Linked DNA regions of Mus musculus: region 1 is linked to region 2. Evidence: chromatin contacts called from public Hi-C data. All regions are on one chromosome and are shown on one strand. The core of a region is the stretch at or near the end of the contact, and the rest is flanking DNA. Distances in the headings are between cores, read along the strand shown.

Region 1 (2,700 bases), core at 18-2,517, 270 kb after region 2:
GGAGCCCGACAGGCTCATGAGTATTTATTCAGCTGAGGGAATGCCTCTCCAGGGCTCAGAATCTTTCCTTAGCCATTTCTTTGATGGAAGGGATCCAGGCCTCTTGGGTCCCCCTCCCCCCCCATCAGCACCTGGCTTCTGACAGGCCCAGTCTTGTTGAGGTGTACTGCAGGCAAGTGTAATTGCGTTGGGTTCATGGTTAGAATGTGTGTAGCATGCCCAGAAGATAGCAGTCATGTAGCTCTGGTTTCTGTCGTCCACCCCTTATCTTCCTTCTGCCCTTTCTTCCCCAGTGTTCCCTGGGCCTCAATGGGGGATGGGGTAACTGCCTCATTTATAGCTGAGCACTTACTTCTCCCTGTTACTTGAGTTCAGTTTACGTAACTTAAGAATGACTGCATTTTTCTCCCAATCTCCTGCCTAACTGTGTGATACACTCCATAGCTGCTTCTTTCTTCATTCCCACCACTCCAAATTCTTCCTTGCCTACTTTCTCTCTTCTTTTGAAACCTGTCCCTCCTATCCCTATGTTTCTAGTTGTTTGTAATTTAACCTCTTCTAATTCTAGTGGTAATGTGATGTGTATGTCTGGCCTGGTGGCTGCACTTTTCCAGTTTGAGAAAGCCTGGTCTTCATTAGCGTTAGACGCTTGCTGAGTCTGCACGGGCAGGGTAGGGGAACTTGGCTGTCTTGGGCGTGCCTCTGTGTGCTAGCCAGTTGGGTTTCTGTGGAATCCTATAAGCCCTAACACTGTTTCTCGGCAGTCCAGAATGACTGGGAAATTACTCTGCATTGCTCCTGCCTTAAAACTACATTGTGTATTCCGCTGTGGCTCTCGGAGTGCTTACACTGTTTAAAAAACCTGGAAGCTTGGAGTTCTCAAACTGAGATGGGTGGGGTAGGAAATTGTGCCTAGGAAAAGAATCCTGAGTTGTTGAGAGACTATTTCTGGTCACGTTTTCCTGTTCTTGGGACACAGGCTATGTGTTAAGACCTGCTTTCCTTGCTCTCTATGGCTCCCTGAACTGGTTTTACAAGGAAGTTTTCTTTTCTTTTTTCTTGTCTTTTTTTAAAACCAGTCTAATGTTGTTCTTTTCCCTCTTGTCATTTAGTTCCTGCCCTCTATTATTGCATCTTCATTAGCTAATCTGTGCAGAAGCAGTAAAGGTTGCAACTCAAAACACCAGGGAGGAATACACAGAGGGAGGAGCCCTGGTTTGGTTTGAAACTACCAATCTGGGGTAGCTCTAAGCTCGAGGGAGGGAGGGAGGGAGGGGGCGTTGAAGGGCTCATGCTTTGTTGTAGCGTGCTAGCTGCCTAGAGCTTTGAGGACTGGGAATATGAGAGAAAGGAAGAAAAGGCTGCTCAGTTCGGAACAAGGAGAGTGTGTTGAGAGAGGGGAAGTCACTCGTTGCCCTATTCTGGCCATCCCAGCTGGGAAGGAGAAAGAGATGGTACCCTGGTAACAGTGAGTAGTTGACAGCCTCTCTTCAACATGAGGTATGACAGGTATCTGACATGAGAGAGGCATGTGCACATGAGTGAGTCTATTTTTTTTTATTTGCTGTAGGCATCTCTTTGCTTTTCTCCTGTCAATGCATTTAATCAAGAGTCCTCTGTAGTTTTCAAGTAGACCATCAAAGCTACAACTCCTGCACTGGAGTCTCTAGTACCTTCTGGCTTTAGTCCTGAACATGTATGTTATCTTAAAATTAAGTATTATATTGCTTTATGTATCTTATTGGTTGCATTTATGCTTTTATTTATACCAGCTTCCAACCAGAGGACTATCCAACCTCCTAGGGTAAGTCCAAGTTTATGAAATTAATTAAAAGCAGTTGTTTGGTGGATTAAAATGAGGGGTTGGAACATTGGACTGTTTGGTTCTATGCTTAATGTGACATCAAATTAAGGCAATGCTGAAGTCATTTCAGGGCCTGTGTATGAATAGGTCTGTTTGTGTCATAAGATTTACCTTGAGGCATTTAAGTACTGATGAGACAGAAGTGTCCCTGTAAGTTTGTACTCCCTATGTAGATGCAGAATCTATGAGGGGGAATATAATTATCTCTTCCATCAGCAGGAAGCTGATTCCACTGTGTCTCCCCATCTGTTGGATTTGTGTGATGTGAGTTTATAGAGTGACAGTTTTGAGCACGACATTAAGGAAGAAAAGTTTGTGTTAAATTGACTTCCTTAAAAAGTATAGTCTGTAAGGTATATGTTGTTGAAGAGATCCATTCCAAATAATGACCTACGATTTTATCAGCATTTTTCCTTCCTAAAGGTTTTATTGTATTTGAATACCTCCATAAGGTCTTTGGGAAAATTCTAAGAAAAAGATCAAATTCAGGAGGAAATGTATGAGAAAAAAAATTACTGTATAAACTCACCATGGTGACAGACCTGAGAGTTCTTACATGGAATTAAGATCTGAAGTGGGAGTATATTGGACTCAGCTTCCTGTCCACAGTGACTGGCAGATAACTCTGGCAGCCTCTAAGGACACGCCCAAAGGGCGGGCTTGGGAGAATGTGTTAATTCACCTCTGCCTCTTATTCTGAGGAGACTGGTGACACAGCTGTGTTAGCCACAAGCAGCTAACAGTTCTCCTAGAGCCGCTTAGAGATAACCTAAGCAATGGACCGTTAAATCCTACCAATTTTCTTGCTGTTACTGAGTTCAATTTGCATGATGTGA
Region 2 (2,700 bases), core at 125-2,624:
TACCCCCTCTCCCCTGCCATGATAGCCTCTGTCCCTGGAACTATAATCCAATAATTCCTTCTTCTAAAAGATGTGCAGCAAGAGCAGAGCCAGAAGATGCCAGGCTTGCGCATTGACAGCCTGCTTTATTAAGAATGAATCCACTCCTGCCAGGCTCAACCAAGAGGAGAGCAGCACTGACACCTACAAAGACATCATGACCCAGTCATCATTAACAGATCATCTCTTAAAGTCTCATCACCTTTCAATACCCCTCCATTGGGGAGGGAGGTGTTAGGGACCAAACTTCTAGCTCATGAATGTGTCAAATGAGGAAAAGGCAATCCCCCCCGGGCATAAGATGGTTTTCATGAGATTGAACATGGTTTTGTTTCTCAAGGGACAACACAGGACACTGTTCTCATCTGATGGACGTTACCAGCATCTTTTGTTTCTTTCCTCCCTTAGCATCTTTCTCTGCATTGAGTATTCTAAAGACATGATTGTTAGTATAAGCTTACTGCCAACTTGTTCGTATCCTGATTAAAAACCCAATGTGCATGCACCCGGAGAAGCCCAGCAGAAGCAAGGTGTACGCCACACTGAGAAGGATCTAGACTTAGACTGGAAACAATGGCACTCAGCAGAGAAAGTGAGCCCTTCCCGGAACAACTACCCTTTCTCGGAAATAATGGAGTTATGCAAGTTAAGGAGGACTTAATCTGAGTTTGCAGAAAACCTATCATAATGATGCAAAGAGCTATAAAGACAAGCACTTCCTAAATGCTCAGTTCCCACACCAGTAAATTAGGATCAGTGTGTTCAAGGTCTCAGAGCTTAATTTCTATGTGTGGTCAGATTTGAGTCTGCAGTAAGTCAGGTCTTTTTGTCCATTTTATGGCTATTCTTTACCCTATATACGAAGACAAACTATATTCAGGTGGTGTGAACACATTGAACCTCCCATGCATATGTGCTTGATGATCAACTCTTATGCATGATTTTCATCGACCTGCCCACTTCTTCCTGCAGCTACACTGTACAAACCAGTTCTAGGGAAGACTATAGTCCAATGACTACATTCTGATGTATTTAGTGTGAGAGCAAGCCTTGATCTAGAGCCCTCAGAAGGGAGAGAGAGAATCTCAGTAATTCTAACATCACTCTGCCAACCCAGCACATAAAAAACGGAATTGCAGAGAATGCTACATCCACACAAATACTGGGAGGGAATGGATGAGTGCATCCCATCCCTCCTCCTGGTAAATCGTTCTCAAATATGCTTCTTCAAAATAACATCCCCTTGAGTTGCGCACTGTCTTCGGTGGTGACTTTACCCATGGTGCAGCTCTGTTTAGCTGCTTCTGTTATTCCTGGTTCTACTCCCACTAAATTACACAGCCCTATTTGCATTTCCACAAGACGACACATGCTAGCCTTTTTCCATAAAAGGAGAAGTATGATTCAACTCTGAGGATGCCTGACTTCATATAATTATCTCAGAGTCTGAATTTCTAGCCTTGCTGCAGACTTCATTTCTAATTGCCACCCAGGCACTCATACTGCTGAAAACTCCAGACTCAGAGGCGCAGTATCACCTTTCTAGCCTCAATGCACCTTGTTGACTTTTGCAAATATATTAGTTTTCTCTTCCCTGTGAGCAAACCCTTACAGAAACAATGTAAAGGAGAAAGTGTTTACTTTGGCTCAGAGTTTCATGGTGCTTCGTCTCACTGATTCTGTCTTTCAGAACATCATGTGTTAAGGATGTCTGATAGGTGAACTTTGCCATGATAGGCAGGGGACAGAGAAAAGGGGAAGGGGTACATGAAGAAACCAGGGCAAGATTTAGATCCCAGTGACCCACTTCCTCCAAGAAGGCTTTACCTTCTACCTTTCGTAGCTTCCTGTTCTGTTATTGTATGATGAACACATCAATGGAGCAATCCATTCCCTATGCCAGAACCCCCATGGTCTAATCATTTGGGACAGTCTCACAGAAATCCCCGGAGGTAGAGCTCACTAACAATCCTAAACTCTTATACTATCTATCACTGTTAAGCATCTTAGTACATCTCCTTTTCGCTTCAATTCTAAATCATCAACTTTCCACTAACCTTTCATTCCTCTGGATGTTTGCCTGCTGTTGCCTTCACCTTCCTGTTACTGTTCAAACTGTTGGGAAATGATGCCCCTAACCTCCATCTATGCATCCCATCAGATGAACAGATTTTCTCTATTACCTCTGTAAACACACTATAAACTCCAGTTTCAAGTAGCAGAGGCAGAGATGGGGATTAAAACAGCAGGGTCACTGAGAGGAATGAACATCCAAGAACAGGTTATAAAGAAATGAGGAGGTAATGCAGAGAAAGCAAGAAGCCCAGCAGGCTAGGCTTGGCTGAAGTTTCATGGTGCTTCGTCTCGCTGATTCTGTCTTTCAGAACATCACGTGTTAAGGATGTCTGATAGGTGAACTTTGCACTGAAGCACTGAAGGCTGAATCGTATAGCAGCCTTGCCTTTTGATTCAGTAAGAGATTGTTTGCATCTTTAAGTATATCAGTTGTTAGCTAGGGTTTACCCCTGGTCAGATGGCATAGATTCCCAGGCTCCTCAGAGCAAGGGCAGGCCCATCATTAGCCATTAGCAGCAAACACATACAGAGTTTGGGTGCACCAGTCAGATCTGTGTAGAACATAGCAGGGGCTACTGCTCACGC

The links. Hi-C and Micro-C count contacts between places; a contact is called where the count stands out from the background.
Region 1: a contact with region 2 is called in a Hi-C map of cortical neurons, with 1.7 times the contacts expected there. The contact joins two enhancer-like sites. A contact is called at or near these places in 1 of 15 datasets of contacts at CTCF or cohesin (large pre-B cells), 1 of 484 Hi-C or Micro-C datasets (cortical neurons) and 1 of 9 other capture datasets (embryonic stem cells).

What each region holds. Positions count from the first base shown.
Region 1 is chr16:49,905,009-49,907,708 of GRCm38.p6, forward strand. It overlaps Cd47 (CD47 antigen (Rh-related antigen, integrin-associated signal transducer)), which reads left to right. Exons shown (of 9, transcript NM_001368415.1): 8 at 1,773-1,804. Among named protein-coding and RNA genes, the nearest start is that of Gm19723, 49 kb to the right of the region's middle. Within about 2 kb of position 1,268, at least 133 of the 459 cell types and tissues checked have an H3K27ac peak or open chromatin away from gene starts, as enhancers often do. A contact at or near this core is called in cortical neurons, where this site is marked.
Region 2 is chr16:49,632,352-49,635,051 of GRCm38.p6, forward strand. The region is part of intron 2 of Gm31494 (a long non-coding RNA gene); the gene reads right to left. Among named protein-coding and RNA genes, the nearest start is that of Gm31494, 11 kb to the right of the region's middle. Within about 2 kb of position 1,375, at least 14 of the 459 cell types and tissues checked have an H3K27ac peak or open chromatin away from gene starts, as enhancers often do. A contact at or near this core is called in cortical neurons, where this site is marked.